2 separate regions of the Lactuca sativa genome follow, and region 2 is linked to region 1. The links are chromatin contacts, called in public Hi-C maps. All regions are on one chromosome and are shown on one strand. The core of a region is the stretch at or near the end of the contact, and the rest is flanking DNA. Distances in the headings are between cores, read along the strand shown. Region 1 holds the start of LOC111904082 (pectinesterase inhibitor 11). Region 2 holds the start of LOC111904048 (21 kDa protein-like).

Region 1 (3,357 bases), core at 347-2,846:
TATCCAATTTGCTCATCTTTACTTCAGCATTTCGAAAATATGTGAATTTATGGCCTCCCATCTTCACATCAATAAAACCCGCCTCATGAATAAAGCATTTAAAATCTCTAGCTAAGCGGGCACAAAATATAAAGTTAAATCATTCTTCTAGACCCCGGACAACATTGAAATCACCTAGAATAATCCACAAACTACCTTTCTCCTGTTTTATGCCTTTTAGTTTCTCCCACAGGGCTGCCTTTTCTGTCACAGATTGTGGACCGTAAATATTTGCGAAAACCACCTTCTCTTGTATCCCATTCCATGTTCTAATGTTGATTAAAAAGTTCCGAGACGAAGAAGAGAATAATCTGTTATCCCACAGGTTTAACAAACCTCCAGATCTTCCAGTTGCGTTCATTCTTTCTACTCCCACATCTGTAGAACCCCAACATGCTTCTACATGGATGTTTTCTGCATCTAGTAACTGTGTTTCCTGAATTGCATCTTGTGTTTTGATGTGAGTTTTCTCACCCAGTTCACCTTATAATCTTCTCCGATTCCTCTAATGTTTAAGGATAAAAAATTCATTGCAAACCGGTAGGCTCTCTAGATACGCCAAGAATTTCAGCCAACAGAGGATCCTTGGCTTTAATTCCGAAACCGACTATGTTCCGAATTGTGGTCGTAATTTCAATTTCTTGAATGATCGGGTGTGCTCCTGATCCCGAGTCGGAGGGTATTTGAGTATTGGGTTTTTGATTAGGCATTATGGGTAACGAAAGGTTTGGGAGAGCGGCCTGGTCTTCATTTTCACCGCCGAAATTCAATTGAGTCGGAACAATCTTCTGGGGTTCCATTAATATCACAAAATATTTTAGCAATTCATAATAGTTTATTAATGAGATAATAATTATACTAAACAAACATTTCTTACAACGAGAAAACGTAACGCTTGTAAGATTTTAAAATTCAAATGTTGAGATGATTGATAAGATACAAAGCATTGCTACTCCGCCTTGCAATACTCACAATACTGCTCCTGATCTTCTTCTTCACCGCTGGACTGACTTTTTGGTCGGAAAATTCATCAATGCAGGTGTACACGTCGGTGATTGCGGCACTGGTCCAGGTCTGTGCATTGGAAATCGCGAATCTCTTGTTAACAGAGGAGGAGGAACCAAGGCTAGAAATTGCTTTCAGGGAGTCGGTAATTTCATCAATGGAGTCCTTGAGCTCTTCGATGCAGTCTTTGAGGATGGCGGCGTCGCCCTTGCTGATGTTCTTGCTCTTGGCTAATTTGGAGACGACGGAGCGGGTGGCAGATGCGGATTTGACGGTGGCGGTGAGGGCTTGTTTCACCAGTCTAACGGGGTTTGATTTGACGGAGTTGGCATAAGGGAGGAGGGAGGTCAAGCAGACGGATGGGTAAGTAGTGGCGTTGCATGAGGTTTTGACAAAATTGTTGTAGGCTTGGGTGGTGGTACTGGTGGTGGTGGTGGATGACTGTGGATCCGCGGCCATTGACATTGCCATTGCCGTGGCCATGAAAGTAAGAAAGAAAAGCGAGAAGAAGTTGGCGTGTTCCATTGCTGATTGTTCGGGTGATGTTGACTTCTTAGAGATTTGTTGCTTAATTTATAGGGAGTTTTACCAGGGGATTTGAATAAATATATTTTTCAAGATTAATTAGATAAAAACATTTTAATACTATCTATCTGTCTTCACATAAAAAACTTATTATCATTAAATATTTAATATAACTTTTTTTTTATTAAATTATATATCTATTAAATATATCCTCCTTAATAAATGAAGGTTTTTTTGCCACTTGTCAATCTCTTATGAGTTTTGACACTTGTCATTTTATGGTAATTTTGAAATAAATATTATCCACTTGTCAATTTTTGGTTTGTTTTAATTTTTAATTAAAGTCATATACTTATAAATGTAAAGTATTAAATATCATATATATATATATATATATATTAAATTGTAATAAATACGTTTCTTTCTTTCTTATTTTAAATTTGTACATTAAAAAATATTTCATTTTTATACTTTAAGTTTAATCATTTTTTAAATCAACCCGTATAATATACGGGTCTTACACCTAGTTTATATAACATAAGAAAAATTATAGAATAAAAATGTATCAACGAGTAGAAGTCAACATATTAATTTGAAGTCCTTTCCTTGCAGTTAATTTAATTTTAAATTTTAACATTCTCATTGCAAACTAATCATTTATAAATATAAATACCGTATATTAATAACCTCAAAATGAATGAAAAACTTAAAAAGCGAAATATCAAACCTGGTTTTTTGTTGAAAACCCAAATCTTTACAACTTGTTCGGCTTTTTACTATAAGATTATGAAAAGTCAAATCCGACCTAAAGCATAAACCATGTCATCTTATATATTGAATACAGTGGTGTTCATTGGTTTAAATCCAATCGATTGTAATTGAAACCATCCAATCTAATAATCCTTTGAAGGTTGGATTTTGTCAACCGATCTAATCCACTTCGATAAATGCAACTCAATCGACTGATCCGATTAGATATAAGATTGGATCGGTTTTACCCAGTTGATTGATTATTCGTTATTCAACCATCTCTAATCCATTTTCTATCAAATAATAACCAAATATAATTATAATAATTAAAACTAAAATTGCAAACAATTACACTAAATAAAACTAACAAATGACATTTCAAGTCTTCAATTTCAACGATCAAGGTTTAAACATACAAAATCGTTAAGAAAATTGGATGTGTTTGTAATTTTCTAATATTATACGGATATATAATATAATTAGATTTATTGAATTAATATTGGATATCTAGTTGGATGAACATTGGATAGGTTCAATTTGGTTATCCATTGGATTTTCAAGGTGATCCAAAAATCGATCCCATCAAAGTGGTTTTTGAAAATTTGAAACAAGTCCAATTTGGATATACAATCAAGTCGGCCGGTTCGTAATTGGATCACCCGGTTTGAATTGGATCGATTAAGTTATGTATACTGAAGACATAGAGACGTCTTTTTTTGTTTTTATAAGCGTCGTTGTATTACCCTATTGACCATTTTGATTTAATCATGCAAGATTATAACTTGATACCTTCATATATGAGGAAGCACTACCCTTACCAGGTGATGTTTACACAATTTGAAATGTTTGTGTTGGTGATTTAAAAAATATAAATATTTGAAGTGTTTTGATTTTAATTTGTAATGTTTAAATAAATAATATTTTGTTACTTATTAATCATTTGAATAATATACAATGTTTTAAAAACCGGTTTGAACCGGCCGGTCGAACCGGTTGGACCGGGAACACGGGAGAGAGCGGTTCAACTATCACCGATTT
Region 2 (3,357 bases), core at 571-3,070, 140 kb after region 1:
CATGTCTCCTATTGTTTTTATACTTCTAGTATCATCTCTCATATTGCTTCAAAGTTTTTCCAAGAATGTTATCCCTCCCCTGCTTTTAGTCACCATGTGCGCCCGCTTTTCATATGTCAAATGTTATCTATGGAAATAGTCTTTGTATCATTGGGTGGAATGTATGGTTTCGAGCTTTTTGCATTTGAGAAAAAGGGTGTGTCTCTATGTGAACTTTTATGTTGCATTATCCATTGCTTATGATAAATAACTAAGAACACAAAATCAAGAACAAACAAATGGTATCAATACAGAACCCTATATTACTTGCCTCTAAAGAATCACAAAATTTCGTCATAAGGTCACATGTTCAAGACCATTGAACCATAACCATGTACATTAATGAGATGGGATCTGACACAGATCTTGTTTAAACTTAAAAACAATTTGGTGAATTGGCGAAAACAATCGAATCCATATTCTTATCTAATGACCAAAAAAGTGGGATTTGATTCCAAGAAAACTGGAATCAAAGTTGACAGGGATCTAACAATCTAATGATCTGATCCTGAAAATACCTACTGTTGTTCATTAGTCGAAAACTAGTCAATGATACCTCAGTTACAAATTAAAACTTAATCACCATTTCAAATAAGTGAAGCATGAGCAATATAGATGAGAGTAATACAACAGGAAGCTTTAATGTAGGCCCCTAAATGTACATCAGGATATTCTACTGTATAATTAACTTGTTCAACACATCAAACAACACAAATTTCATCTTGATTACAATTTCAAAATATCTACAAGATATTAAAAGTCTTAACTCTCGAAATATCCACCATTCCAAAACAAAGCATTCATCTGTGTTTGTGTGTGTGTGTGTGTGTGTGTGTGAGAGAGAGAGAGAGAGAGAGAGAGAGAGAGAGAGAGAGAGCATGTTCAAACTGAGTAGAAAGTGGTCCAGAAAGTTGATTGTAATTGTGTAGTCCCCAGCCGTCCAACTTAAACACAGTGTCCCGCCATCTTTAGACCCCAGTAAAGCCCCCTCCACTTCATACATATCTGACTTTCAAACTTATCCATTTTCATGATATTGGCAACCCTTAAAACAAACAAACTTGAAAACTAAGATGAAGGATTTGAAGAATTCATGCTATTTGTTGAACTGCTGGTGTATATAGAACCAAGGATCTCTTAGGTTGGATGGAATAAAATTACCAAAGAATGAAATAATTGAATAAGCAAAGTAACACAACGAGTCATTACATTTCAATATCAAATATCATGTTTGGTTGACCTAAAAAATGAAATGAGTCTATCAAACTTATTGTTTGTAATATGCAATTAGAAATAAATGATTAAAATAAAGAAAAAAATGTTATTGTAAGAAAAAAAAAAAGTTTAATCAAACAAAGATTTATTGCCAAATAAATTAGATATAAACATATTTTATGTATATTTAAATAATTAATATATGTGATTTAGGTATTCTAAAAAAGTGTGTATATCACATTAAAAAAAATGTCCACAGTTTTAAAATATTAAATTAAATTAAATACCATGAATCTTATAACAAAATTACAACCTAGTCCCAAGAATTCCCCTTCATTTACTTGTATCAAATATCAAAAATCAATAAAGGATGGCTAAAGGATTGCATAATTGCAAGCTGCTTAGTGCAACTTGATAGATATTTTGACATGAGACTATCACATGTACATATCATCTTAGATAGAGACTAGAGTTAGAGGTTTTCATTAATTATTGCTGGTGAGCAACAACGAAAAGTTGTAGAAGATATTTACATTTGGTTTCCTATAAATTTGGAGTGCATTTGTTCAACTTTCATAAATCGTAATTAACCTACCTTCTTAGCTTCAAACTTTAAGCCATATATATAACATTCTTTTCACACCCTCCAAAAAGAATTTCTAAATATGGAAGGCTTATATTCAATATATTCTCTAGCTCGTAGCATTCTCCTAATATTATTTCTCTCCACTTCCTCCATTACTTTAATCTCCGCCCTTGACAAAACAAATGTGGAATTCATCAGAACATCATGCAGTTTGACAAGTTACCCTACACTCTGCTTCAACTCTCTGTCTACTCAATCAGGTGCTATCCAAACAAGCCCTAATCTGCTAGCCCAAACAGCTCTATCAGTCACCCTTGACACCACCCGCACCACATCCACAGCAATGGTAAAATTGTCACAAGTACATGGCATGGCTCCCCGGGAGGTTTCTGCCATGAAAGACTGTATTGAGTTGCTGAGTGACACGGTGTACGAGTTGAAAAGGTCACTTGATGAGATGAGTCGACCGGGTTCTAAAGATTTCAGGTTGGTGATGAGTGATATACAAACATGGGTGAGTTCTGCATTGACGGATGAAGATACGTGCTCTGAAGGATTTGTTAATGATCCGAAAATGAAAAGGGTGGTGAGAGGAAAGATTGTGAATGTCGCCCATTTAGCTAGTAATGCTTTGGCTTTGATCAACATCTATGCTTCTTCTCTACACGGATAGCATATATAAGATGCAGAATTTTATTTTTGTTGCCTTGTAGTAATTTGTGAATGGCCTTGATTGCAAATGCAACGTATTATTGAGAGAAGTTATTAATTTGAAATTATTGTCATGTATTAATAATCTCTTGAGGATATTATCATTTCTTGTATTGCTTTTATATATTCTATTATCATATCTCGTTTTGCTCGAAAGTTGTTCTAAGAATGTCACAAACCAAGTTCTGATATAAGTTCACATAGGGTCAAGTTTTAATATAAATTCACAAGTCACGCTTGTATCAAACTTGTTTTATTAAACATAAACTATGATAAACCTTTTTGGAACACTTGAATCAAGCTTTGGCTTTTTCTTTAAGCCTAGCTCAAACCTACATCAAGTTTTTGAGGCTAGAACACCATCCGGTCAAGCTCCAGCTCGGGTCGGCTCGTGTGCAACCCTATTTCCGAAAGGATTTGGGGGATAAAAATGTTGGTGGTGTTAGTTTCATCAAGCATTTTAGGTTAGTGGAATATACACTAGTACAAAAGGGGATTAAGGCTATGCTAAAATACGAGTTTAGGACCAAAATCCGTCACATGGTCCAGAGTCAACATCCTTTATAGACAGTCGATCATGCGGGCAGGGTCAAGGGCAACGTTGACTGTGCCCTAATTAACAGTTTTGAAGGATTGCAAAGCTAATGGATCAACTACTAGCGAGTTTCGAAGGTCAAAGATACTAAAGGCCAACAAATATGCAGTAAGTCCCAAAATATGTAAGTTGTGAAAGGGACAGTTGTTTGGTAGGTTTTGAGAGGTAAGTATAGTTATGAAGGGTGGAGCATGCACATGACATGTTTAAA

What was found. A called contact is a pair of places that touch in the nucleus more often than the background predicts.
Region 2: a Hi-C map of seed shows a contact between it and region 1, with 4 times the contacts expected there. The contact joins the promoter of LOC111904048 here to the promoter of LOC111904082 in region 1. A contact is called at or near these places in 2 of 4 Hi-C or Micro-C datasets (leaf and seed).

The regions. Positions count from the first base shown.
Region 1 is chr8:13,053,308-13,056,664 of Lsat_Salinas_v11, forward strand. LOC111904082 (pectinesterase inhibitor 11) reads right to left here and starts at 1,597. Exons shown (of 1, transcript XM_023899861.3): 1 at 842-1,597. The coding sequence starts at 1,569. The coding sequence ends at 952.
Region 2 is chr8:13,195,059-13,198,415 of Lsat_Salinas_v11, forward strand. LOC111904048 (21 kDa protein-like) reads left to right here and starts at 1,821. Exons shown (of 1, transcript XM_023899826.3): 1 at 1,821-2,673. The coding sequence starts at 1,920. The coding sequence ends at 2,513.